Regions from separate parts of the Mus musculus genome. Here all the other regions are linked to region 6. The links are chromatin contacts, called in public promoter capture Hi-C and targeted proximity ligation maps. All regions are on one chromosome and are shown on one strand. The core of a region is the stretch at or near the end of the contact, and the rest is flanking DNA. Distances in the headings are between cores, read along the strand shown. Region 1 holds the start of Vps37c (vacuolar protein sorting 37C). Region 2 overlaps Fads2 (fatty acid desaturase 2). Region 3 holds the start of Cyb561a3 (cytochrome b561 family, member A3). Region 4 holds the start of Myrf (myelin regulatory factor). Region 5 holds the start of Fen1 (flap structure specific endonuclease 1). Region 6 holds the start of Ganab (alpha glucosidase 2 alpha neutral subunit). Region 7 holds the start of Cox8a (cytochrome c oxidase subunit 8A).

The links. Promoter capture Hi-C pulls out the DNA fragments that hold promoters and counts their contacts.
Region 1: a contact with region 6 is called in a promoter capture Hi-C map of hippocampal neurons, with 2.7 times the contacts expected there. A contact is called at or near these places in 2 of 39 promoter capture datasets (cranial neural crest and hippocampal neurons) and 1 of 130 datasets of targeted methods (astrocytes).
Region 2: a targeted proximity ligation map of astrocytes shows a contact between it and region 6, with 2.9 times the contacts expected there. A contact is called at or near these places in 2 of 39 promoter capture datasets (hippocampal neurons and maxillary cranial neural crest) and 3 of 130 datasets of targeted methods (astrocytes, large pre-B cells and stem cell-derived neural progenitor cells).
Region 3: a promoter capture Hi-C map of hippocampal neurons shows a contact between it and region 6, with 2.9 times the contacts expected there. A contact is called at or near these places in 3 of 39 promoter capture datasets (cranial neural crest, hippocampal neurons and liver) and 1 of 130 datasets of targeted methods (pancreatic cancer cells).
Region 4: a contact with region 6 is called in a promoter capture Hi-C map of embryonic stem cells, with 4 times the contacts expected there. A contact is called at or near these places in 4 of 39 promoter capture datasets (cranial neural crest, embryonic stem cells, hippocampal neurons and 1 more).
Region 5: a promoter capture Hi-C map of hippocampal neurons shows a contact between it and region 6, with 2.7 times the contacts expected there. A contact is called at or near these places in 2 of 39 promoter capture datasets (cranial neural crest and hippocampal neurons), 1 of 484 Hi-C or Micro-C datasets (B cells) and 1 of 130 datasets of targeted methods (embryonic limb bud).
Region 7: a contact with region 6 is called in a promoter capture Hi-C map of cranial neural crest.

Annotation. Positions count from the first base shown.
Region 1 is chr19:10,687,157-10,690,785 of GRCm38.p6, forward strand. Vps37c (vacuolar protein sorting 37C) reads left to right here and starts at 1,579. Exons shown (of 5, transcript NM_181403.3): 1 at 1,579-1,823.
Region 2 is chr19:10,069,474-10,073,025 of GRCm38.p6, forward strand. It overlaps Fads2 (fatty acid desaturase 2), which reads right to left. Exons shown (of 12, transcript NM_019699.2): 6 at 1,091-1,151; 7 at 799-875. Among named protein-coding and RNA genes, the nearest start is that of Gm29917, 23 kb to the left of the region's middle.
Region 3 is chr19:10,575,165-10,578,692 of GRCm38.p6, forward strand. Cyb561a3 (cytochrome b561 family, member A3) reads left to right here and starts at 1,993. Exons shown (of 8, transcript NM_201351.2): 1 at 1,993-2,919. Tmem138 (transmembrane protein 138) reads right to left here and starts at 2,222. Exons shown (of 5, transcript NM_028411.4): 1 at 1,920-2,222; 2 at 76-347. The coding sequence starts at 203.
Region 4 is chr19:10,238,762-10,242,818 of GRCm38.p6, forward strand. It overlaps Myrf (myelin regulatory factor), which reads right to left and starts at 1,987. Exons shown (of 26, transcript NM_001033481.1): 1 at 1,798-1,987. The coding sequence starts at 1,843.
Region 5 is chr19:10,201,838-10,205,869 of GRCm38.p6, forward strand. It overlaps Fen1 (flap structure specific endonuclease 1), which reads right to left and starts at 2,556. Exons shown (of 3, transcript NM_007999.6): 1 at 2,258-2,556; 2 at 1,851-2,182. Tmem258 (transmembrane protein 258) reads left to right here and starts at 2,365. Exons shown (of 4, transcript NM_026919.1): 1 at 2,365-2,427. The coding sequence starts at 2,425.
Region 6 is chr19:8,896,376-8,900,327 of GRCm38.p6, forward strand. It overlaps Ganab (alpha glucosidase 2 alpha neutral subunit), which reads left to right and starts at 1,682. Exons shown (of 24, transcript NM_001293621.1): 1 at 1,682-1,784. The coding sequence starts at 1,747. Ints5 (integrator complex subunit 5) reads left to right here. Exons shown (of 2, transcript NM_176843.3): 2 at 1-1,515. The coding sequence ends at 1,360.
Region 7 is chr19:7,216,336-7,220,089 of GRCm38.p6, forward strand. Cox8a (cytochrome c oxidase subunit 8A) reads right to left here and starts at 1,281. Exons shown (of 2, transcript NM_007750.2): 1 at 1,064-1,281. The coding sequence starts at 1,177.

The sequences.
Region 1 (3,629 bases), core at 329-2,828, 1.8 Mb after region 6:
TTTCTGGAAGCGGCTGTCAACAGTCCTCACTCTGACTTTGAGTTCTTACAAAATGAAGTATTTGCAAAACAAACAGCATTGAACCCCTATCATGTTGGGTGGCCCCCAAAGGTAGCACCTCAAGCAAGTCACCTGCAGGCACAGCTGTCGTCTGTCCTGATTCCTTTTGTAGTAGCTGTGCTAGAGGTAGGGGAGAGTGTGTGTGTGCAGGGCCTGGGTTGTGTCTCCAGCACAGCATAACACTGTGCACTTGCCAGGTAGAGGTGAGAGCTTACTCTTGACTACTTTGAGAGTTCTAGGACAGCACAGGGGACTTGAGACCTGAGTACCCAGGGACCCCATGAGGTAGTAAAGGGGAGGGAGTTCTGACCAATGGGGACAATGATGATCATTTTAGATCTAGAATATGAAATAGAAAAAGTGGGAGATCTTGATGAAATTCGATGACCCAAAAGAGAAACTTACAAGATGGAAGTCCCCCCTCAAAAATAAATAAATAAATAAATAAATAAAATTGCAACTCTGTTGACTGATTAGAACTTCTTGATTGTGGAAAGCTGGGATGTTACAGGGTCCAATTAACTGATAATTATTGTTATTCTCCTTAATAAATGTTGCTCACTTCTGTGCCTTACCTCATATCAATGTGATTATCGGGTAAACCTTTTGGGATGCACTAACTCAGCAGACCCCAAAGCTAAAATGTAATCAAATAGCACCTCAGACCCAAACAGAGATTTTCCCTAATTTCTCATTACCCACTGGCCTGATGGTCCCAGCAATGTATTTGTAAAATGCCTTGGGGTAGCCTTATTCTGTTACTGTACAGACTTCACAAAAGCACTTTTACATTGGAACATGTTATTTAAGGCAACCTGAACCTGTGTCCCATGTCATGGTCACTCTTTCTTGGCTCTCTCCTTCTCTTTGAGGTGAGATCCATTTTGGGTGGACAGAAGTCAGAGTCAAGTGAAGGTGGAGGCCTCTGACACTGAGCCTGGTATCACTTAGGGCCTTTGGACTTCTCGTTGTATGACCCAGCAATTACCATTTTGAAGAGGCCAATTTGTGCTGGTCTCTGCCACTAGCAACAAAAGTTCTAATGTATAACAAAGGGTGGCAGGGTTTTCTTAGGCTGGAAGCTAATCTAACCACTGCAGCCAAAGTGGAATGGCGTTCACCTCTCAGGGCTGGTTTGTTTCCATCCCTTCCTGAGGCTTGTCACTCTGGGCGAGTGAGGATGGATCAAGTCTGACGCTTACACACTCATCTACAGACGAGTAAGAGCAATCTACGGTCCTGACAAAGGGTGATTTTTTAGGAAAGCTCAGAGCTGTTAGCAGTGTCTGAAGGGGACTCAGGACCGCAGCCATTCTAGTCCTGAGGCCAAACTATAAAAAGGAGTGTGCGCAGCAGGCCGGGGATACCGTGGTGCAATAAGAGCCCATCTGGAGCCTCCCTTTGGAAGTTCCACGCTTGTCTCAGGATATTCAGAGCAAACGAAGGGACGCCTGCAAGTCTGCGCAGGCGTACTCGCAATGGGCGGAGTCCTACGGCGGGGGCGGGGCTAGGGGTGGTGCCTTCCCCCGCGCGGGCGGGGCCGAGTGGCCTTCCGCGGGTGTGGCGCCTGAAGCCACCAGCGTCTGAGTGCAGGTATCGTGGCCACCCCTAGGCCTACAAGGCAGGACACTCGGGGCGCGGCGGAGGGGCAGTGCGGCTCGTTCTCAGCTGGACGCGGGAGTAAGTCACATCCGGTAGAGGCGGGGCTCGTGGATCCCGGAAGTGCGGGCAGCGGCTGATTGCCCGCGGTAGCGGCGGCCCCGGTAGGTGAGCGCCGCTGGGGAAGGTCTCGGGCGGCGGCGGGCAGCGGCCTACCGTGCCGGGGGCGTTGCCGGCGAACTCAGAGATGGGTTTCCTGGCCGAAGCCGGCGATTGGGCGCGATGGGCGCGTGACTCCCCGCGGGCCTGCGCCCCTGCAGTGGGGTGGGAGGGATGGACGGTGGGAGGCTGTCCTCGCCGGTCGCCTCAGCCCCGCCCCCTCCCACCTATCCGCTAACGCCACGCAACCCTTCACCCTCTGTAGGAGTACCTTGTGGCCTTTGTGTCATTAAGAGCCTCTTTGCCCCTTGTACGGATTGGGAAACTGAGGCCTGTGTGTATTCTGACTTGCCCCTGCGATATAGTGGAGTTAGAGGGACTCTGGCCTTTGTCTTGCTGGCCTGTATCATTCCCCAGGTTAGCAATAGGTAAGGGTTCTTCCCCTTTCTTCTGGACCCCGACTTGAACTGTCCAGCATGGCTGAGCCATCCTTACTTCTGGGCCTTCCAGGTGTATGGTCCCAGCATGTGCCTGGTTCTGCTTTGTTTCTCCCCTCACAGCCGTTTAGGGGTGTTCTTTCACTTTTTTTTGGTGGGCCAAGACATTCCCAGAGATGTGTTTGAGTTACTGGTAGAGTGGACTATCATCAGGGTCACATTTCTTGAGTCCAGCCTATACCTTGTCAATCAGATTTGGGCTAGCCACCTTGAGCCAAGAAACTTCACGGATACCAGGGCTCCTTCATCGCTCCCTGCATATTTTCCAGGTGTCTCTACCAATAGCGTGCCACTCCACATTCAGTGACTGTCAGTCCTGCAGCTAGAAATGGTGGTGATAGAGGGACTTAGAAGGGAAAGACTCTTCTTTGCTTGGGGCCCAGGGAGGGCCCTGATCTGGGGATTGTGGAACTGAGGGCTGCTGGGTGAAATGGTGGACTCTGAAATGAGTCTTTGTTCTTGGCAGTCATAGTGCCCAGAAAAAAAAAAAAGCCTTTTTCGTAAGATTGTCTTGGAAATCTGGCCCAGTGCCTTTGTAATTTCCATTAAGTAGAAAACATGATGGAGTGCTTCAGTGGGGCTGTTTTCTGTTGCTGTTTTGCCAAGCAGTAGTTCTGATTGCTTGTGTGGCTGTCCTTGCTGGGTACTGTTTTGGGGGTGTTTTACACTGGTTACTGGATATAGAGAACACCTCTGAGTGACTGGTGACCCGTTTACAGAATTGGCTACTATCAACCAATGAGTGGCTGTTAGATTTTTTTTTTTTAACAAAGCAAATGAGTCTTTAACTCTAATACTGCCTTCCAGACGCCTCAGTTGCCCTAATATGTTGGAGCTTAAGAATTATCTGCGGTCATTCTGGTTGAAAATGCAGAGCCCCCATCTCTGGAGAGTCTTGTGATGTTAGCTGGCTGGCGCCCCAGGAGTTTGTTTTTAACACATACACTGACTGGGTGATTCCGGTCTTAATGCATATTTGTAGATTTGCTGGGCCACTGGAGCTTGAGGTGGTCACTCAAGATTCTTGTTGCCTTTTGCTTATTGCTTTGACATGTGCTAGTGTGCCATTAACAGGACTTTGAGATAAATAGACATATGACTCATTCCTGGACACTTTGGCTCGCAGTAGTGGGGTTTTTCCAGTCTGACCAATGAGGTCATTGAGGACCTGTATTAGAGCAGTTGGATTGCTGTTGTGGGTGGTGGGGGTGGGGCTGGGGGGGGTGGGTTGTGTTAGAAGTTTCCTCTTGGGATCTGGAGTTCCTGAAAGGTTCTGATCTGTCCCTACCCAGCTTGCCCTGTGACGCAGGTTTC
Region 2 (3,552 bases), core at 83-2,582, 1.2 Mb after region 6:
GGAGGGGCTGTGTCACTGTGGGTGGGCTTTGAGCTTTCAAAGGTTCATATCATTCCCAATTAGCACCCTGCTTCACAGTTGTGTCTCAAGATGTGAGCTCTGAGCTTCAGCTCCAGCTTGCCTTCCTGCAGCCATCTTCCCTGCCATGGTGGTCGTGGACTCTCACTCTCTGAAACTGTAATCCCTCAATAAACTCCTTCTTTTACAAGTCACCTTGGTCATGGTGTCTCTTCACAGCAATAGAAGAGTAACTAAGACAGTCATCTGGCCTCCACATGCACACACATGTAAGCACACCTACAAATTTACATGCAACCATAGACACACACACATACACATTAGAAAAACAGGGGGACATCTGAACACAGATGTGGACAGGCCCAGAGGGAAGATGATGTAAAGAGAGACAAAGAGAACCTGGTCACCTACCAGTCAAGGACAGGGACCTGGACCCCTCCACCTTACCCCCCAGCCCGATGGCAACTGATTTTAGACTTTGTGAGAGTGAGAAAGAAAATATGTTTCTATTGCTAAGGTTATCCACTACTGGTGGGCTAGGTTAGCCTCTTGTCACACTGCCTTCAGGAACTTTCTAAGGAACTCTGCAAGGGCAATGGTTGCCAGGTGTCTTTAGACCTGACATGCTATGGCCTTCTTGGCTCTGGTGGCCTCAGAGACCGTTTCTTCCCAAGAGTGACAAAGCAGCTACACTTTAGGGGAGCTGTCTGGGGATCCACAGGCAGGGGCAAAGTGCCCTAGTCACGCTACCCCACCACCAGCCGTCACTTCCTGACTTACCACCCAGTCCCTGCGGCTGATCATTGTCATGATGATCTGGTACTGGAAGTACATAGGGATGAGCAGCGGCGGTCCGACTGAAGAGAGAACATGTGCCTGTCAGAGAGGAGCCTGGGAGCCTAGACGATGCTTAACTGGGCCCAGAGGTGTTTCCACAAGCTGACTGCTGGCTCCCCTCTCTTGAATAGGTTTGCAATCATTTTCTCAGTTTGAAAAGGGTATGAGAGGAAGTGAGCCAGATGGGCATGCTGTGGTGAGAGCAGGGTTGGGGCCCTCAGGCAACCATACTCACTCAGGAAGAAGTATTCATGCTGGTGGTTGTAGGGCAGGTATTTCAGCTTCTTCTTGCCATACTGAGGAAAAAGAGAGACAGTGAACACCAGAATCTGGTCCCCTACCTCCAGCCCACTTTATGCATCGACCTTCTCAGCAGAGACCTTGTCTCTTTCCAATCTACCTGTAACTGGGTCCAACAAGGCTAGCAGCTGCCAATTTCCTTGGGCTTGGCTGCTCATGCTAGCATTTTTATTAGAGTTTGGATCAGACCCCTGGCCTTGGCAGCCCAGTGACCTATGCTCAGCTACCTGCCCTCAGTGGACCAATTAATAAATGCCTAACAGAAAACAAAACAAAACAAAAAAACAGAGAAAAGATATTTAGTCAATGTGGTCACATTGTGAAGAAAAAATAGGGATTAAGTAAACCCTGTCACCACCACACCCTCACCCATTTTTTCTGGGGGGGGGGGGTCCTAAAATGAGGTTTTGGTTTAAATCAAAAGCAAGAGGTATATAGGACTAAGCAGACCTGGTCACGTGTGGCTCTGCTCATCACCGACCCATCTGTCTTTGTTCCAGTCTTTCGTGTAAGGTATTCTGACAAGTTCTCAGAATTGTGGGAGATCTCTTTCTGGGAGACAAGCTGTGCCTCTGGCTGGCACTAGGCGTCAGCTTTTCCTTCTCCCAGCATGCAATTCCTGGGGAATTTCCAATTTCTCAGGGGACTATTGTTCAATAGTCCGCAAGCCAAAGGGATCAGGCAGAAGCTTCTATTCAAAATAAGTTCGTTCCTGCCAGCTCTGTGAGGCCAAAACCTTGGCCAGCCTTCAGGTTGGTGGCTGAAGTTCAGGTTCACAGTTAATCACTACCCAAGGCCGTGAGAAGTATGCCTGCTTTGTGTTGTTTTCTTCTGCTGTGGTTTTATTGGGAGTACTGCGGATGGACTCCAGGGCCTAACCCATGGTAAGCAAGTCCTCTACCACTGAGCCACACTAGACCTAGCCCTTGGGGGCATAAACAATAAAAATGCTTACACAAGCCTAGGCACCCCATGGGGAGCTTCTGGCGCCATCTTTATTCCTTTTGGGAATAACAGAGGCTCCCAGGTCTCCATGGAGGTGCTCCCTGGAGACTGTTAACAGTTAAGAGAACCCAAACAAGGACCAGGAATCCTTAACAGTCACCGTCCTGGGAACATCTAGTCTGTGAGATCTTGTGTCATTTCTATGGGCTAATCACCTTTCCCCAGTGGTTCTTGACACATGAGGAAGCCAAATGGACAGAAGAGGCCATACAGGGCTGGAGAGACAGATCATCTGTTTAGAGCACTTATTCTTCCAGAGGACCCAGGCTTGGTTTCCAGCACCAACATGGTGACTCATAAGCAACTATAACTCTAGTTCCAAGGGCTCTGATGACCTCTTCTGACCTCTGTGGGCACGCTGCACTCATCCAGTGCACAGACACACGAGCAGGCAAAACAGTTATTTAGATAATTTGCATGAAATGAATGAAAGCAGCAGCAGCAGCAGACACCTTTTCATCCCAGGGCCCAATCCCCAGGGAGCAAGCAGCGCAGCCACCAGCTGTGGCTCAGGAAGCACCTGCTCTGCTCCTTGCAGTGCTGGGTGGGGGTGGGGCGGGGAGGGTAAGCTGTAGTGACAATTTTGGAATTTTGTTTTGTTTAAACCAACAGCACAGCAATAGGGCTGGAGAGATGGCTCAGCAGTTGAGAGCACTGATTGCTCTTCCAGACGTCCTGAAATCAATTCTCAACAACCACATGGTGGCTCACAACCATCTGTAATGGGATCCGATGCCCTCTTCTGGTGTGTCTGGAGATAGCTACAGTGTACTCATATACACAAAATAAAAATAAAATAAATCTAAATCTAAAACAAAAACAACAACAACAAAAAAACAACCGCCCCCCGAAATATTATAAGATTAGGTTTTCATTTTAATTCCAGGTGTGAGATATTGGGCTGCTTCAGACTGTACACAGCAGCTGACTATGATTTGCCTCGTGCTCTAGCAAGGGTGTGATTTTTGCCAGCTGCAGATAGTTTCTGCAATTGTGGGACATTTGGAATTCTGGAGACTTTTCAGAGGGTATGTATAAATGCTAGGGCCCTGAGATGTAGGGTAGATTGTTGGTTGGTTGGTGGTGGTCATTGGTGGCCACCATTCATTAAGTAATCGTATGCAAAGAAGAAACAACAAGAAGTTAGATATCCTGATGGCAAAGATCAGACTTGCCCCAAGGAACTCAATGCACCCAACCAGCAGGAAGTAGCCGAGCAATACCATTGCCTGCTTTCCAATCCCTGACTTTAGTCAGAGAGCTCTTTTCTTTTGTCTCTATCCTTTTTAATTCTCCTATCTAGGCTTAGGGGTTTGGAGAAAAAGGTGGAAGAAAGAAGAACCCACAAAGCAGCACAGACCAGCTACAATAAGCCCATGTTTGGAGTCAACA
Region 3 (3,528 bases), core at 743-3,242, 1.7 Mb after region 6:
AAAATGCTCAACTGTGACAGTCAGGACCTTCACACTCTTTGGAGTCAGCTTTTCAGGCCTGCCTCTTATACTCACATGAACAGCACAAGCTGGATAACAGGAGCCATTCGGAGTAGCTCTGAGAAGGAGTTGACGAACAGGTCATAGGACAGCAACAGGAACTGCAGGGAGAGCACCAGGCTGTAGTTACCGGTCTGGAGCATCTTCTGCCTGATTTGTGGGACTCCCAAGGGTACATTCCACAGTTCCGAAGAAAATGACTACTGGTTTTCTCTCTGCCCAGAACTCCAGGAGAGATGTTTAGTTTTTCCAAATCGGAGCTGTTTCCTTGGCTCTAATGCAAGGACCTGTTTGGAGGGGAAAGAGGTAAGAAAGGGAGGAAGGGCAAGGAAGGCAATATTAGAAGTCTAGCAATAAACATTGGTATGCAAAACACCATTCTAGGTGATCAGGGTATATTAGTTAAAACCAATTATCAAAACAAAAACCCAGCTAAAGCCAGGCATAGTGGCACACACCTATAATCACAATATTCAGGAACCTAAAACAGGAGGATTAAGAGTCTGAGGCCAGCTTGGGTTATGAGAGCCAAGATTCTTCACCAAACAAGACAAACCCAAACCCATCCCAACTCCACCCCACTGCACCATAACTTGTCATTCATTCTAGAGACTCATTAACAGCAAATTTTTCTCCATGTCTGGATCCTTCTTAATGCATGGCGCTTTTTTTTTTTTTTTTGGAACCAGATCTTGCTATGTAGCCCAAGCTCATCTTAACTTCTTGATCCTCCTGCCCTGATCCTCAGGGTAAACCCTGAGAGCCTGTTCTACAGGAATTTACCCACACCTGACAAATACACAACTCTAACCAAGAATATTTAGGGTTACTACAGAGCAGTGACAGCCTGGTCACATAATAGTAGTAATGGTAGTAAATAAAACCCTTATATATTTCATGCAACACTCTAGGAACTGTTTCAATCACAGATGTTATTAAAATCTTATAATAACCTCATAAGGTAGAAAATCAATTCTTATTTCCCTCAATTCCTAGATGAGAAAACTGAGGCTCAGCAAAGGTAACTAATTAGACCAAGATTCCACAGCTGGTAGGTGGCAGAGTGGTATTCTAAGAGGCACTATACAACCAGCCTATTTCATAATTTATAGAGTGCTATCTAAGTAGGTGAGAAATATGTCCTCATAGAAATGGACAGTGTCACATACAGAAGGAGTTGAGAAGACAAAGTACTCTCCTAGAGGAACTTTATAAAGGTTATGACAGAAACACTGAGGCAGCAAGTGAGGGGAGCATATTTATAACTTTACTTGATCCCTGGACTTGAAAAGCAGCCATTTTAGTGCATATAACCCTCATTTTGCAAAGGTTCTGAGGGGTCCGGAACCCGTCCACCTTCCGCGGTGGAAAAGCCCCGTGGTTTTCTTTTCTTTTCTTTCTCTCTCTCTCTCTCTCTCTCTCTCTCTCTCTCTCTTTAAATATATGAATGTAACTTCTCTGGGCTTGAGTTTTCACACAATATCTCTCTAGGTACCAGCGCCATGATAATCTTGTTAACCAAGAGAATTTACTTTAATCCTCATAACAATCTGCAAGGTAGGAAAGAATTATCCCCTGGCTATAGGCAAGGACGCATAAATAGAGTCATTTCCTCCAGCTCGCAAATGAGTAGAGTCAAACGCACCACTTGGTAAGGCTCTACCAAGGGCATCCGTTAGGCAGAAACGCCCCTCGCTCTGGCTACGCGGTCGAGCACCCTCCAGTTTAACACGGTTTTCCTCACCAGTCCCAATCCGCTCACAGACCGAAAGGCCTCGGCAAAAGACTCATAGCAAAAGCAATAGCAACACAAAATTCTGACTTCCAGCCACTCTATGATCCCCAGCATCTACACGCACCTCAAGGAACCGACGTCGGTTGTCATGGGAACACTCGCTCGGCTTCCGGAAGCTGGCTTTAAATTCCGGAAGTAGATTGCTAATTGCCCGCCATGTTAGGGTCTTTGCTTTCTCAGGCTCTCCCTGTGACCGGTTCTTCTATCTTGCCTCGCTGAGGGCCGACCCTAGCGTGAGGTTGTTAACCCCAGCATTTCACCTGTCTCTGGACGGGGTCTGTGGTTAGAGACAAGGCTGATAGGACGCAGCGCTCCTAGGAATCGGACCGCTCAGGAACGCGCCCCTTAGCTTGCAAACCCCATTTCCCAGACGCCCCAGCTCACCCCCGGAAGTGGCCGAGCCTATAAAAATCTCACTTAGCGCCCTCTGTAGCGGATGCCGTGGTCTGCAGACTTGCTGGAAAGTCAGTTCTCCGAGGTTCAAGAGGAGCCTAGGGAGTGGCAGCTCTCGCTGACCGGCGGGTCCCAGAGACCTGCCCCCAAGGTGTCCCACTGTGTGGCTAAGGGTGGGATAGAACCCGGGCTGGGAGAGCCGGGTTATGGGTTCCAGTGGTGGTTCCGCCGCTTCCTTGCTTCGCTCTGTCTTACCTCGGCGTTCAGCCTATTTTTCCTCGTAAGAATTGGACACTTTTCCGTGCCCCTTCCATACCGCAGGTGGTGTTCGTAGAGGCTCTCACGCTTTTCAAAAGGCGTCTCATCTAAGACTTGCTAGAACCAACCTGACTAAAGGAGTCACCGTCATACCCCCCTTGCACCTGGAGTAAATCTGACTGTCCGAAGGACGAAGGACCGGTCTGTGAGCACTTGTGCTAAGGTGGACTTTATTCACACTCCTGAGTGGAATATTATTTGTCACTCACTCCTGAGTCCTGCCGTTTGGAGGGGCTGCCTTTGGAAATGAGTTCTGGGAACTGAACACAGGAACTGGGTGCCTGTACCAGGCTTGCCATTTGCCTGACCGAGTTACTCTTCTTTGGATCCCGGCGCTGCAGTACTTTTGAATTGTAAGATGCAGGTTTATAGGATTTGCACTCTAAATCTGGTCCCCAGAATTCTTAGTGTCCCTCCGTCTTTGAGGAGGAAACAACTAACTCTGCCCTTTGGTCTTTTTGTTTGTAGCTCTAACTTCTAAAAGTAACTGTGTTTGGAGTACAGCCTTTTCCTGAGAGTAATGGAAGGTTCACTTCTTAACCCAGGGACTGATTCTGTTTTAGCTCAGCCTATGAGAATCCTTTAGCCAGTGAATTGAGGAAAACATTAAATAGAGGTTCGGTACACTTCTTAAATCAAGGTAGATAAACTACACCCCATACATCTAACCCTGAGTGGCTTTTACATATTTAAACTATTGGGGCAGAGGGATCATATTGTGTGAAATGTGAAAATCATGTAAAACTTAGACATCAGTGTCTGTGGTGTTAACGAGGCACAGCCATGCTCATTTGTTGAGATACCCTTCCTGGCTACTCTTATATTACACCAGCCAAGAATGAATATAGTTGTGACAGAGGCTTCAAGCCCAAACAGCCTAAAGAGTCTGTGGACTCCCTCCTTGAGCATGGGGCTCAGCCAAGCAAGGACAGGAGACCCGGCAGTGGTGAGCATGTCTGGTG
Region 4 (4,057 bases), core at 737-3,236, 1.3 Mb after region 6:
GCTCAGAAGTGAGGAGTCCAGGCCAATTAGGCCCACCCCTGTGCCCAGAGCCCAGGTGGGGGTGGGGTGGGGGAGGGATACCTACATAAACCAAAGAGTCCTGGTTCATGGGTCACTAGGGGCACCAAGAATACACTAGGCACCCCCAATCAGTACTTGTACCCAACAAGGACCACTGACTTCTTTCTTCTTCTAGAATCTTTACTCACAAAGTCCCTGTGCACTCTTAGCCTATTGCCCAAAGTTGGGAAGCTCCCAGAGAGCTCCTGGACTGAGGGGTGGTGTCTTGCACCCTCAAATGGTATAGCTGCCTCAGACTTGATCACTGAATTTAGTCCAAGCCTAGCATTTTGCAGCCTCAAGACTTGTTCTGCCTGGGTGTTCAACATCCTAGAGTTAAGTTAACCTGAGACTGGAGCTGTCTTCTCCTGGGCTGCTCAGATGTAGGAGTGGATGGACAAAAGTATTCTGTGGTTCCCCACGTCATGGAAAGAGAAACGAATAAAGTCCTCTTCTTGCGTGGGGAAATCTCTCAGGAACTGGGCACTGGGCTTTAAACTTGGGTCTTGATTTTCCATCCTGCAACTCACAGTCCCAGCCTGGTATGTTGAGGGCAACAGGTTCTGCTCATGGAAGCCTCGACCAGTACTTAGGGGCAAGATGTTAGCTGAGGGACTAGGAAGAGGGTGAGGCAGGGAATAGTTTCTCAACATAGTGGGGATAGATACAAAAGGTGTTCAAGTGCCTCGGTCTCCAATAAGGGTCTGAGAAACCCAGCAGGCTGGGAGATGTCAGCCTGCACTTCCCCTCCCCCTCCTACACCAGCCCCTTCCCTCCTGAACCCAGCTTTCATGGGGGGAGGGGCAGGGTCTGTTCAGGAAAAGCTGAGGCAGTATTTAGACCAGGACCAGACTCTAAAATCAATGTGGGGGTTGGGAGGTGGGGGAGGTGAGGAAAACATATATAATGGAGCGTACATAGATCCTACTGGAGAAGTTCAGGTCAAGGTGAGGGGGGGACCAGGTCAGCTCCTGGGTCAGGTGTGAGGGACCCAACCCTGAGGCGCCTCATAGGGGCTGGTGGGGTGCCATTTACAGCATTGGAGGTCTCCTAGGGCAGAGGTTGCTGGTGACAGAGATGTCAGCCAGCTTCAAGGGAGTTCCATCTCTAGGAAATCACACTAAAGAGAAGGTCCTGCCCCAGGCAAGGAAGTAGTAGCTGCTTAGAGGAGCATTTATTTCAGCCTTAGTGGAGGAAGCAGCATTGCCCAAGACAGGTGACAGCCTCCAAGGATGTCTCAGCCTCCAGGAAGCACAGTCAGGAGGTCCCTGCTCCTAGAAGGTAGGCTAGGCTCTGGGGTCCCAGCCTTAAGGGAAAAGGGAAGTCCCAGGCTAGATGGAGTAAGAAAGAGGCTGGTATGGGTGGAGTACAGCGTCCTCAGACTAGAGAAGTGTGCTGAGGGTTGGAGTATCACCATTCAGGGACCGCAGGACCCGAAAGGCTTCGAGGAGAGCCGAGCACAGAAGGAACCCATCCCCAAGGAAGTTGAGTGTTGGAGGCCGATTCGGGGAAACCCAAGTCCAACGGGCTTGGGCAGACATCTAGAGACTCCCTATCTCGAAGCCATTCACCTCGCTGTTGCCAGTCTGAAGTAGAGTCCCTGCCAAAAAGGAGGCTTTCTGGAGGTCCTTTCTGGGTGCATGGTGGAAACCCCATGGGTCTCCTGTCCTCAGGGAGACTGGTTGGCCTATCCCAGAGCAGGAGGTTGATCGCCCAGCCAACCCCGCGGTCTCTCACCTTCGAAGAAGCGCTGCAGCGCTTCGGTCTCGTCCACCACCTCCATGGCCCGCCTGCCCGCCGCGTGCGCTCCGGCCGCAGCCCCGCTACAGCCTGGCCCGGGGGCGCGGCATCGCCGGCGCGGCCCGCGCGACAGTCCCGGCTGGGCTCCCGGTACAGTCCGGCCAGGCTCTCCTCACGCTCGCTCCCCGCAGCCCTAGCCCGGCCTCCGCCTGCCCCGCGCCCCGCCCGCCGCCCTCAGCGCCCTCTGGCGGTACGCCCAGAGCCGCAACCTCGGGTAGCAGGGTGCCGCGTCGTCTGCAGGGGGCGCTCGACGCGGCGGTGGTGTCCTGGGTACTGCCTTGCCTTAAAGTCTGTGGATTAGTCGCTTTTCACTCTTTTCTGGTATAGGTAGGGTTCCAGATTATGAATCTGAGGGTTTTCAGTACCAGATCTCAGAGATAGCTCCTATTCCTTTTCGTATTCACCCTATCCCAGGTAACAAAGGGATACTCTGTGCTAAGTACTCTATAGGTGTTAAACTCTGTTAATTCCGGCAGGTCTTTGTTAGGGAGGTACACACCCACTTCCCCACTCCCCACCCCCACCCCCCAAGGCCCAACGCACACCGAATCTATGTAGGTCTGGCCTTAAACTCAGAGAGATCCGCCTTCTTCCGCTTCCCTAGTGTTGAGAATAAAGGCATTTGCCACCTGTCTGGAACTATTACAATTTGCATTTACAGATGAGGAAGCTAAGGATTAATGAGTGCCCTCTAGAGAAGTGCTTCTACATAGAACTTTCTAGAATGGTGGAAATACTCTAGGTGTTGTCATTAGCCACAGTGGCAGCTGAGCATCTGAAATATGGCTCTGGGGATTGAGCTCCTGACTTTTCAGCTTTGTTTTATTTTAATTATTTTGAGCATAATTAGTTATGTGTGACCTTGGTAGTATTAGGCAGTACAGTTCAAGGTCAATAGGGTTCAGAGTTTAATGAGAGCCATTCTTTATTTTTCCTCAAGACAGGTTTTTCTGGGTAGCCATGGCTGTCCTGGAACTCACTCTGTAGACCAGGCTGGCCTTAAACTCAGAGATCTGTCTGCCTCTGCCTCCCAAGTGCTGGGATTAAAGGCGTGTGCCACCACCACTAAGAGTTATACTCTTACTCCCTGCTGCCCTACCTGATGTTTAATCTGAAATCACATAGGGATGAAACCATCGTGTCTCCTGTTTGGACTCTCACCTCCATCTTGCCCCCATTACACAGCATCTCTCCTAATGATTCCTCTACAGTCCTCCCAACTAATTCTTTATGAAGCAGAAGTCAGATCATACCACCATGCCTTTGGTAAAACCAGTGGTTTCTCCTTGCACTCTGACATCTAAACCTCTTGCCCTGGTTTCTCAGAAACCTGGCTCATCTCTCTCCACTTGTAACAATGACCTCAGCTTCAACTGCTTTCTGCGTGGCTCACTTAACCATTGCTACCAAGACCTTCTGCCATCACCCGAACATGCCAGGCCCACATCTGCCACAGGGCCATGGCACATGTTAGTTCATTTGTGATGCTTGCTCCCAAATGGCTAGTTCTTCTCAGCCACCAGACCTCAGTGCACACATCGGTATTCTTTTTTTGGGGGTGGTGGTGGTGGTGGTGGTTTCAAGACAGGGTTTCTCTGTGTAGCCCTGACTATCCTGGAAGTCACTCTGTAGACCAGGCTGGCCTCGAACTCAGAAATCTGCCTGCCTCTGCCTCCCAAGTGCTGGGATTAAAGTTGTGCACCACCACTGCCCAGCTTGGGGTATTCTTTCCAAAGCAGTTACTCCACCTCAACCTGTCTCACCCTCATAGGCGCGTAGCTCTGCATGTAGTTTCCATTAGTCTCCTTCTCAGGAAGGCCTATGAGGGCACTGCTATAACTTCAACACCAACCCCCCCCCACACACACACACACACCTCACACACAATAGGTACTCAAAAAGTACAGGTTGAATGTATGGAGAATGGCACCTGTAAACTTCAGAACCCTAGATCTAGGATTCTAGAATCCCAGACCCAGTAAATCACCACACTACAGAGTGGTTCAGGGCACATCCTCAGAGAACCCTTAGGCATAGGAAGTCAAAACCAGAAAGCTTTACCACTGTCTGGGAAAGATGAAACTGAGCAGCCTCCCGAAGCGTGGGGGAATATACCTATAACCAATGTACTTGGGAGGCTGAGGCAGGAGGATTGCAAGTGCAATGCCAGTGGGGGTTTACAAAGTCAGGCACACAC
Region 5 (4,032 bases), core at 1,306-3,805, 1.3 Mb after region 6:
GCCAGAGGAGTTTTAAGTCCTCCTCTTTGTACTCTCTTCCCCCCTAAGTCTGAACGCCATGACTTCCCACAGATCCTGAACTGAGGGCTGGCATGCTGGATTCACACAGTCCAATACTGCATGCACTTCTGTAGTACTTCCATCAAATCACTCCTAGGGAAGCATTTTCAAAACTACCCTCACAATTTTTGGCTCCTCCAATTGAAACATTAATTTTCCTTTTATCTAATTATTTTTCTTTAAATGGACTTTCAAGAAAAAAAAATTGGGGGTTAGGGGGCAAAAAACCTAGTTGTGAGTGATGGTGCATGCCTTTAATCCCAGCACCTGGAAGGCACAGTCAAGTGGATCTCTGAGTTCCAGGCCAGCCTAGTCTACATAGTAAGTCCCAGGCCAGCCAGAGTTACATAGTTGAGACCCTGTCTCAAAAACAAACAGAAAATTAAGTTGGGAAAGAGAATCCATTTTAAACAAAAATATCTGCATTGTGTCAGTCAAGTCATATTAATGTGTTAAATGTACAATAAAAGGATTTTCTAATATGCAATTTATTAAGGTTATCTTGCTCGCCCAATGTTAGTGTGTCCACACCATAAGAAAGTCCTGTCAAGGGCTGGTGAGATGGCTCAGTGGGTAAGAGCACCCGACTGCTCTTCCGAAGGTCCAGAGTTCAAATCCCAGCAACCACATGGTGGCTCACAACCATCTGTAACGAGATCTGATTCCCTCTTCTGGAGTGTCTGAAGACAGCTACAATGTACTTACATATAATAAATAAATAAATCTTAAAAAAAAAAAAAAAAAAAAAAAAAGAAAGTCCTGTCAATTGTTCTAATTTGTTCCCAGTCTTACTTCACTGTGTCTTTTCTGAAGCCCAAGTGGCCCTGTATAGTCCCCTTCCTTCCTGACTACAAACACCTCAGCACACGTTACTTGTATAGCACAGAAGCCTAGTGAAGAGGCCTGCTTCTCTCTTTGGTCTTCTTCCTGCCCTCCTTCCTTACTTCTTCCTGGTTCGTATTACTGTGGTTCCTCTAAGAATACAAGCAGCAAAAACTCAGTCTTAAGGCTAAAGACTGTAGCTCTCCCTGGTACAGTGGCTTGCCTAGCATGCATGGAGTCCCATGTTGAATCCTCAGACCAGAAATCAAATAAAAAACTCATCCTTGAATCTGGTATTCTGTGTGTGGGTATAACAATGGGGACTGAGCTAGAGCCCTCACTCCTGCTAGCAAGTGCTCTACATCTTCAAGATTGTGTAACACAAGTCACTTCTGAGTTGTTAAATAAGAATGAATAACCATTTCTGCCTTGCAGAACCGGTCAACCAAAAACCCAGATGGAATACACACATCACCAGATGCCGTGCCATGTTCCCTAGTCAACCATATGGTTCACACCTCACTTACTACGTTGCTAGAATGAATACAGGCTATTACCACCCATCATGTCACACAGAGGGAAACCTGTTCTGTCCTGATAGTCTCAGTCCCGCCTCCACAGGACCTTCCAGATAGCAAAGCCTTAAATGAAATGGCTGCAGGCAGGATAAAAACACACCTAGTTCCCCTGCTCCCCACTCCCCAGAGGCCTACTGATTAATCACCGTATTAACTGGGCCCCACTGTTCTACGGAGTCTTCCAGACTTCCCTTCACCAGAAATGTCCTTGGGGCTTTTCCAACACCTGCCTCAGTCAGAAATACAAGAAAGCACTGTCTCTGGATGTCAGCAGAACATGAACCCATTTCCTTATTAAAGGCACAGAACTTCCCCGCTCCATACTCCTCACAAGGGCCCTAGGATGAACACGCTCTGGTCTCTGAGTCCTCACTGGAAGGAGGGTACTACCTTCTTCCTACCGGCGAAGAGGAATGTTCGGAGCAGAGCGAATGGCCCAAGCCCGGGCTGCCCGGTGCTGTTCCCGCGGCTCTGCCGCTTTCAGAGACGCTTCCGCGAGACCTCACCCCGTCTCGAGTGCACGAGCCTTAAGCAGCTAGCAGTGGTTTGGAGTCCACAGCGTTCTCTGGACAGTCCCGAGCCCGTTCTTTCAGTATCGTTCCCAGCTTCGCCGCCTTCCAAAGCCCGCGCTCTCGTCACGTGATCTGCCAGGCGCGAACAGCCTCCTGGGAAATGTAGTGTATGCCCCACCAGGTCCGATAGCAGCTTTCATAGTGGGCGTTCTTTCTGGGGAAAAAATGAATTAAAACCTAAACTTCACACCACCCTTTCCCACAGTCCGACTCCATGCTACTCACAGCAGGTCCGCATAGTCCTAGTTCCCGTTACTCCTGAGAACATGGGACTACAAGTCCCACAATGCCACGCGCAAGGGACCACATCCTTTTCCTGTTGCTCAGTGCGCTTGCTCCTGCCGACGTGTTCTTCCGGTGGCGGATCGGTGGTTTATCCTGTGCGGGGCAAAATGGTGAGATGATGGGAGTTAACGGACAGTGCTGTGGCCAGGACCTAGGGCTCTTGTGTGCCCGGTCCTCACCGCGTTCTTCCGCGGAGGCCTCAGTATGGAGTGCCCGGTGGGTGGGACGCCGCTGAAACTCTAGTTTGAGTTAGGGACGGGAAAGCAAGCCCCTTACCGTGTATTCCTCAGGCTGAGGTTTCCATCACAATGTGCTTATGATGTTGTTGACTATAATTCTGAAGGTCACAGGGTGCACTTTGAAAACCTTCGCGTTTTTATTTTTCTTTCTTATGATCAGTTATCTCTATCTGGAAGGATTCCCTTGCTGAAATCTTACTTATCCCGCAAGGCCCTTGTATAAATACCATTTCCTGGTAAAACACTTGTAACTCTCATAGGTACTTGTCTTGTCTTCTGGGAGCTCTCAGTCTGTACACACCTCTTGCCACGTTTCCTGGACTTCTTTTTTTTAATCTGCCACGCCTCCTAGTGACCACCATCTGACGTGCATCTAGTTCTGGGATGATGTCTATTCGTCTTTGTATTCCTGTTGCCCAACACTGGGCCTGCATTTGGAGGTTCCATAAATGGCAGCGATTGTCCTTGGCTCTTTTAGGGGGGAAGGGGGACATAATTGTTTACTGAATTGAATTCCTGTGTCTCCTAGAACAATGGGCTCAGTCTACTTCTCTGGAGTTGTTATGTTCTGGACTTTAGAAACATTGGCAAGAAAGTGACAATGGAAGTTAACATTTGTACAGAACTTTACGTTTATAGCCCTTTCACAGGGATTATCTCATCGTCTTCTCTGCAACTTTAGGAAGGAAACAAATACCTATTGAGCAGTTACTCTGTGCCGGGCAGTAAACTAGATGTGTCAACATTCATCTTTCTCCAATCATGCATCAGCCCTGTGACACAAACAGTGTTATAACTACTTAACTCAGACTGAGGATTCAGTAGGGCCAGAATTATCCCAATTGTCTTCTGCCAGGAGATCCCCGTGGCTCCCCCCTAAGGCAATGAAAAGCAGTACTCCTACATTAGAATTTGAGCTGTCTGTACTAGTGTAGGCTCCGGCTTCCTGTACAAATTAACGGCTTAGAGTCTGGACACAGATCCAAAAGCAGTGGGAATTGTGGGCAAGCGTTTTTCTTTAGGTGTCTTCCCCCAGACAGATCCATGACTTACATAGTGATCATTAGCTAGAAACCCCTAAGAGCCATTATCCTCTGACTCTTAGCTGCTCTTATCTCACTGAAAGTGGCTGCTGCCATTCTTTGTTGTTATTGTTGTTTGTTTTATTTCCCAGTGTTGGGGATCACACTTAAGACTTCATGCATGCTAGGCAAATGTTCTACCACAAAGCCTGCCACGTCCCTACTTTTAAGATGTGATGTAGAGCTAGGAGATGGCTCATGGGCAAAGGGTTTGGTGTGCAAGCCTGATAGCCTGAGTTGGATCCTAGAACCCACATTACTTTTTAAAATCCAGGTGTGGCCAGGCGATGGTGGTGCATGACTTTAATCCCAGCATTCAGAAGGCAGAGGCCGTCAGATCTCTGTGAGTTTGGGGCTAACCTGGTCTATAGAGTGAGTTCTAGGACAGTCAAAG
Region 6 (3,952 bases), core at 432-2,931:
GCCTCCCTTCACAGCCCGGTTTCTTCGAAATTTGGCCTTGTTGGTGGGGTGGGAGCAGCAGGGTGGTGAGGGCCCTTCAGCCTTAGGGGCCCGGTTTGGGGAGTCTGCCTCAGCTCACCTGGCTGATCTGGCTCCTCTCCTACTACACCCAGAGGAGGAAGTAGCTGAAGCTGCTGCCTCCCTCCTTGCAATATGTCCCTTTCCTTCTGAAGCCCTGTCCCCTTCCCAACTATTGGGACTAGTGAGAGCTGGAGTACACCACTTCTTCTCTTCTCTAAGGCTGCATGGCCCTCCTGGTGTGGCTTCAGCCTCTCAGCTTCTTACCCGCCTTTCTCAGACTTCCCCAGCTGGGCTCAAGGCTGTCCTACAGCTGCTTGTAGAGGGAGCCTTACATCGGGGCAACACAGAACTATTTGGAGGGGAAATGGATGGAGACAATGAGACCCTCTCAATTGTCTCAACCCCTTTGGCTTCTGCCTCATTGTTGGACATTAACCGGAGGCATACTGCAGCAGTGCCGGGTCCTGGAGGGATCTGGTCAGTTTTCCATGCTGGAGTTATCGGCCGTGGCTTAAAGCCACCTAAAATTGTTCAATCTCGAAACCATCAAGAAGTGATCTATAACACCCAGAGCCTCGTTAGCCTCCTAGTGCACTGCTGCAGCGCATCAGGGAACAGCGAGCGTGAGGGTTGCTGGGGGGCTCCCACCCTGAGCCCAGAGGCAGCCAAAGCAGTTGCGGTGACCTTAGTGGAGAGCGTGTGTCCTGATGCAGCTGGTGCTGAGCTGGCCTGGCCCCCAGAGGATCATGCACGAGCCACCGTGGAGCGGGATCTCCGAATTGGTAGGCGCTTCCGGGAACAACCTCTGCTGTTTGAGCTTTTGAAGCTGGTAGCAGCTGCTCCCCCAGCCCTGTGCTACTGCTCCGTGCTGCTGCGGGGGCTGCTGGCTGCCCTCTTGAGCCATTGGGAAGCCTCTCGACACCCTGATACAACCCACTCCCCCTGGCATCTGGAGGCATCCTGTATCCTGGTGGCTGTCATGGCTGAGGGAAGCCTCTTGCCACCAGCCCTGGGTAATATGCACGAGGTATTTAGCCAACTGGCACCTTTTGAAGTGCGTCTGTTGCTGCTTAGTGTCTGGGGTTTTCTTCGGGAGCATGGGCCCTTGCCCCAGAAGTTCATCTTCCAGTCTGAACGTGGCCGCTTCATCCGGGACTTTGCCAGGGAGGGTGGAGCTGAAGGAGGACCACATCTGTCTGTGCTGCACAGTGTCCTCCACCGCAACATCGATCGCCTGGGGCTCTTCTCTGGCCGCTTTCAAGCACCTCCGCCATCCACTCTGCTTCGGCAGGGGACTTGACCTTTTCTCTACAAGTTGTGCGAGGTTAAACTGAGAGAAGAGCCTAAGGTGCTACAGAAGGGTGGATGCTTCTAAGTCCGTACGTAATGAGTGGTGTCACTTTTTTCAAACCCCACCATTTTTTCTAAATAAAATTTGCCGAGTTGAGACAAACAGTCCAGTGTTTCTATCTGACACGGAAAGCTGCCAAAAGCCTGAGAACGCAGAGCCCGGGGCGTCGAGGCACGCCCCATTCATAATAAAGAACGCGCTCGACCAATGGGATAGACGTCCGGCCGCGCTCTGGACGAGCCAATCGGAAGGCCGGAAGGGGCGGGCACTAGGGTACGTGGCTCAACGTGCACAGGGGCGGGTAGGTTCGGGTCAAGGAGCAAACCCGGTACAAGATGGCGGCAATAGCGGCAGTGGCGGCGCGTAGGAGGCGGTGAGGAGCCCGGAACCCGGGGGCGCGTCCGGACGGCCCTAGATCCCCCGAGCCCCATATTGCTTCTTTTTGTATGCCTTCCCATCACCCTGCTACTTCTGGCCTCGCAACGGGCTCTTTGTCCTCGTGGTGGTGGCCTCTGGCTACAGCCTCCCAGCGGCAGATTCACGAGTCGCTGCGGCCCTTGTCTGTGGGGTTCCTGAATCTCGCCGGGCTTAGAAAGGCTGAAGCTGGGTGCTGTCTTCGGTCTTGTCCGCTCCCAGCCGCCCCTTCTCCCTTGGCGGTTCGGGGTGGTCAATGCTTTCGTCTCCTTCCTGCAGTGCGCAGGGCTGTCGAGGCAGGTAGGGGGACGAAATGCATCCCAGCCTGTAAAAAAGCAGCCTGTTGCCACACTGCTCCTTTTTCAGGTTGGAAGCAATACGATGGGCAGATCGTCCTGTATTCCTTCCTTGCCCTCCCGACCAGCCTGGGCCAGTTTCATTAGTGTTCATTTGCTGGGCACGGCTGGGGCAGGGTCCAGTAAGTTCACAGTCTGCATGGATAATGTTGCTCAAACACAACATGTATCAAATAATTTGGCCTGTTCTCTGGAGTTTTGTAGAACCTTAAAAAAAGCTTGAAAACACATCAGCGCCGTAAAGCGCGGTACACCTAACGGATGTAAAGGGTCGGGAGAGGCGTGTACTGTCGACAGCAGTGTAAAAAGGGTGAATCATATACTCAAGTTCTTCTCCAATAAACAGATGTAACTTACCCTAAAGTTCATACTTGACTTAGCTCATGAACACCTCTCGTTTGGGATGCTTAAGGCATTCCTAGAGCCAACAAGTCATGTTGAAAATATTCTTTACCAATCATTTCCTTACTGACATCTCTCCAAACCTATTTTAAAGACTTGAAGATAGGGTTCCAGGGAGTATTTACGAGCTAAACTGCTCACTACCGCTACATAAGTAGCCATTCCTCAGGACCCAGGCTGTATCAATGCCTTCTGATTAGATTTTTCTAGTAGCATTGTCTTCTGTTTGTCTTACAGGTACTTCTTCCTCCAAAGCCTAGCACGCTAGTTCCTAGTGTTTTCTCACTTTGCTGGCTGCCTTTTTTCACTACTGGTGGCTGCCTGCCAGCTTTCCAAAATTTCCTGCTTCTAGGGAACTTTATTAACTGATCCCCTTCACAATTTCCTTTTGGTGCTTCTGGGGATCAAACAGGACCTGCATTCACCTCACTATATGGTAACTTTCTTTTACCTTCCAAGTAGATATGGAGGCTGGATAACTGTGTATGATAAGCCCTTTCTTGGTTTTATTGCTTAGAAGAACCATATCTTCTGTGTTGCCTTGCCCCAACCCCCTTCTTATTCATTTATATAATGAGACAAGGTCTTGTCAATCTAGGCTTGTCTGACCTCGAATTCACTATGTATGTGGACCAGGCTTGGCTTCAAACCTGTAAGAGATCCATCTGCCTCTGCCTCTGTCTGCCTCTGCCTCAAAGTGCTAGGATTAAAGGGTGTGCATCATTATGCCTGACTTCCCCCTTTTTTAAAATGAGTTTTCTGTTTTTAACGTTTATTTTCCCAGTGTGAGTTGTGTGCACATGTATGTGAGTTTACCTCTGTACATGTATGGAATGAGTTGCTTTTCTCCGTCCCACATGTGGGTCCTGGATAATCAAGCTTAGGTAATTACACGTGGCTACAAGTGCTCTTAGCTACTAAACCTTCTTTTTTTGTTTGTTTGTTTGTTTTTGTTTTTTCGAGACAGGGTTTCTCTGTATAGCCCTGGCTGTCCTGGAACTCACTTTGTAGACCAGGCTGGCCTTGAACTCAGAAATTCGCCTGCCTCTGCCTCCCAAGTGCTGGGATTAAAGGTGTGTGCCACCTCTGCCCAGCTTCTACTAAGCCTTCTTATGAGTCCCCTCTGTACTCCCTGGGGAACACATCTTAGTGTGTTCCTGTATTGCTTAAATCATAGTCACTGGAAGAACTTGTTTAAAAGGCTGGTGCTATAAGCTGAGAATGTAGCTGGATGTAGCCTAGCATGAGTGAGACCCTGAGTTCACTCTTCAACACTGCAAAAAATTTAAATAAAACTTGTGGTCCAAGGTTTGGCAGTGTTTGTTTAATACATACAACAAGTGTTTCTTGGATTTCAAGATGGGGTTTC
Region 7 (3,754 bases), core at 31-2,530, 1.7 Mb before region 6:
AGATCCACAGCTTCTATAGCATAAGTGCTGGATTATAGGCGTGTGCCACACTGCCCTGCTGGGGTTTTGTATCTTTTAAAGATGTGTTTTATCTATATTTGTATGATGCATGTGTGTGAGCACAGGTATGTGTTTGCATGCTTACCCAAGGTCAGGACGGGATGTCAGATGCGTTGGAGCTGGAGTTACAAGCTTGTTATATGGGTGCTGGAACCTGAACCAGTCTTCATGAGGCTATGCACCAAACGCCATCTTTCCAGCCCCCAGACTCTTGTTTTTGAGACAGAGTCTCAGTATGTTGCCCAAGCTGGCCTGAATTCCCGAGCTCTGTTTTCATGCCTCAACCTCCCACTAAATGGGCGTAAGAGAGGGCATGGCTTGGTTGTCACTGTTTCTTCAGTGGCAGTGCTTTGGTTCTACCCCTAATTCAATGCCCAGATATCTGGATTCATGACCCATTGTCACTTAAAACAGAAGAGCTCCAAAAAAGGGAGGGATGGGGGGGCCTAGGCTGCGGTGTAGTATTAAGAAAGTGCTTGCCTAACACAAAGTCCCGGGCTTGATCCCCAGCACCACATAAACCACAAGTGATGGCACAGGCCTGTTATCCCAGCACTAAAGAGATTATCGCTTCAAAGTCAAATGTGGTCAGCCTGGGCTACAAGAGACCCTGCCTCATGTTTTTAAACTAATGTTTTAAAAGTAAAAATTGTCCTAGTATCTAAATGCTCCTACATCTCTGGGAATGTAGACCTGGTGAACTCTGCAGCCCTCCTTAATAATAAAATGTAGCAGTAACAACCATGACGTCGCTGCCAGTTACCAGGCATGCCCTCCCCTGCGGTGGGGGGGGGGGGGGAATGGAAGGAGAGACGGGTTTAGAGAGGCCGAACAGAGTAAACAAACTAGCGGGCTGACCTGACATCCAGGAACTTGGGAAAAATACCTAGGGCTTAGGAGCAGCCGAGCGACTGTCTCATCCATGCCTTGAGGACAGGCCTAAGCCAATGTCGCAGGCTACCACAGTTCGCCCACCTCCCCGCTCCCGGTCCGTCCCGCTCACCAGGACCCCGAGCTGCTCCCGCGCCGGCTTCGAGTGGACCTGAGCCCGCGGCACCATGAGCCGCCGGGCCGAGCCGGTCAGGCTCCTCAGCAGCAGTGGCGTCAGGACAGACATGACGGCGCGGAACGACCACGGACGAGGACCAGTCCAAGGTCAGGGAGTCAAGATGGCCGAACCAGCCGGAAGTTCCGGCGCTGAAGTTGCCGGACGCCCGAGCCGGAAGTATTTCGGAAATGACGTCGGGACAAGCCCCCTCGCCCGCCTGGGCTGTTTTTGGCGCGCTCCTCGAAACAACCAACCGACATCATCCTACACAGATGGGAGGAGAAATGAGACACCTTTGCTCCCACCTCCACTTTCTTCGAGAGTGACACGCATAGCCACCCAATCACACAAGCTACAAGTCTATTGACTCCTTGGCTCCTCCCTCCATTCATTTAACTAGGATCCTCTCTCTGCCAGCACTGTACTAGTGACTCCAGCTCGCCACCAGTAAGCCTCTAGTTTTAAAAACATAGTTTTACTTTATGAGTGTTTTGTCAGCATGTTCATCTGTGTATGCAGAACGCAGAGAGGCCAAAAGAGGGTGTTGGATCCTCTGGAACTGGAGTTCAGGCAATAGTGAGTAATCTTGTGGATGCTGGGAACTGAACTGAACTGGACCTCTGCAAGAGCAGCGAGTGCTTCTAAGCGCTGAGCTCTCTCTCCAGCCCCGAGACTCCTGTCATTTACTGTTATCCTCTCAGAAACCCGTTTCCACATAACTGGTAACTGTTCTCAACTTCTGCTTTCCTCCTTTTGTGTGTGTTAGGACAGTTTTGTTTTGTTTTGTTTTGTTCTCTGTTTTTCGAGACAGGGTTTCTCTCTGTAGCCCTGGCTGTCCTGGAACTCACTCTGTAGACTAGGCTGTCCTTGAACTCAGAAATCCGCCTGCCTCTGCCTCCCGAGTGCTGGGATTAAAGGCATGCGCCACCACGCCCGGCCAGTTTTGGTTTTTTAAGGTCTCCAGTAGCCCAGGCTGTCCTAAAACCGTGTAGATGAGAATGACCTTGAACTTTTCTGCTTCTATTCCTATGTTCCATGCCTTGTTGCCTCTCTTCTTTCTCTTCTTTATCCCCTGTCTCCCTTCTGCCTTTATTCTTTCTGTTCCTTTCTCCTCTCTCCTTCCTTCTTGTTTTACTAGACAAATACCTGATCAAGTGGTTCCCCATTGCTTTCTTTAAAAAAATATTTATGTATGTGATTACACTGTGTCTATACAGATGGTTGTGAGTCTTCATGTCACTGTTGGGATCTGAATTTTTAAGACCTCTGCTTGCTCCGGTCAGCTCTGCTCGCTCCTGTAAACTCAGTCCCTGCTTGCTCTGGCACAAAGATTTATTTATTATTAATACATAAGTACACTGTAGCTGACTTCAGATGCACCAGAAGAGGGCCTCCAATGGGATTTGAACTCAGGACCTTCGGAAGAGCAGTAAGTGCTCTTATCCACTGAGCCATCTTGCCAGCCCTCCCCATTGCTTTCTAGACAAGGCCCGGATCTTGGATATTGCCCTTCTGTCTGACTTCTCAATATCGCTTGTTTTTTGTCCTTGCTCCTAGGTCTCTTCTCCACCCTTCCAGATTTTGGACTTTTTACTCTTTACATTCTACCTAGAACACCTTTTCTTTCTTTTTTAAAAAGATTTATTGGGGCTGGTGAGATGGCTCAGTGGGTAAGAGCACCCAACTGCTCTTCCGAAGGTCCGGAGTTCAAATCCCAGCAACCACGTGGTGGCTCACAACCATCTGTAACGAGATCTGACTCCCTCTTCTGGAGTGTCTGAGTTTGAGGCCAGCCTGGTAAATCTTCTTTTTTTAAAGTTTTTTTTTTTTTTTTTTTTTTAAGATTTATTTATTTATTATATGTAAGTACATTGTAGCTGTCTTCAGACACTCCAGAAGAGGGAGTCAGATCTCCTTACGGGTGGTTGTGAGCCACCATGTGGTTGCTGGGATTTGAACTCTGGACCTTCGGAAGAGCAGTCGGGTGCTCTTACCCACTGAGCCATCTCACCAGCCCAGTTTTTTTTTTTTTTTTTTTTTTTTTTAAGATTTATATATTTATTATATAAGTACACTGTAGCTGTCTTCAGACACTCCAGAAGAGGGAGTCAGATCTTGTTACAGATGGTTGTGAGCCACCATGTGGTTGCTGGGATTTGAACTTCAGACCTTTGGAAGAGCAGTTGGGTGCTCTTACCCACTGAGCCATCTCACCAGCCCCTCAAATAGCAAGTTCTAAACCAGCCAGGGCTACATAGTAAGATGCTGCCTCAAATAATACTGATAGTAATCTTAAGTATACTTATCATTTTACCATTGATTGAAGACAAGTAGCTGGGAATAAAGTGATTGCCTCGCATGCACAAAAAGGGTCCTATTCTCCAGCACTATATAAACCTGACTTGGTAGCCCACAACTGTAATTCTAGCATTTAAGAGGTGGAGTCCAGAGACTATATGTCATCCTTAACTATGTATCAAGTTTCTAATGAAGTAGGGATTTTGTATGGGTATCCCTCACACTTTTTTGAAAATTTTGAGACAAAAATCTGGGGTTTTTTTTTGTTTTTTAAAAGATTTATTTATTATATGTAAGTACACTGTAGCTGTCTTCAGACACTCCAGAAGGCGGCATCAGATCTCATTA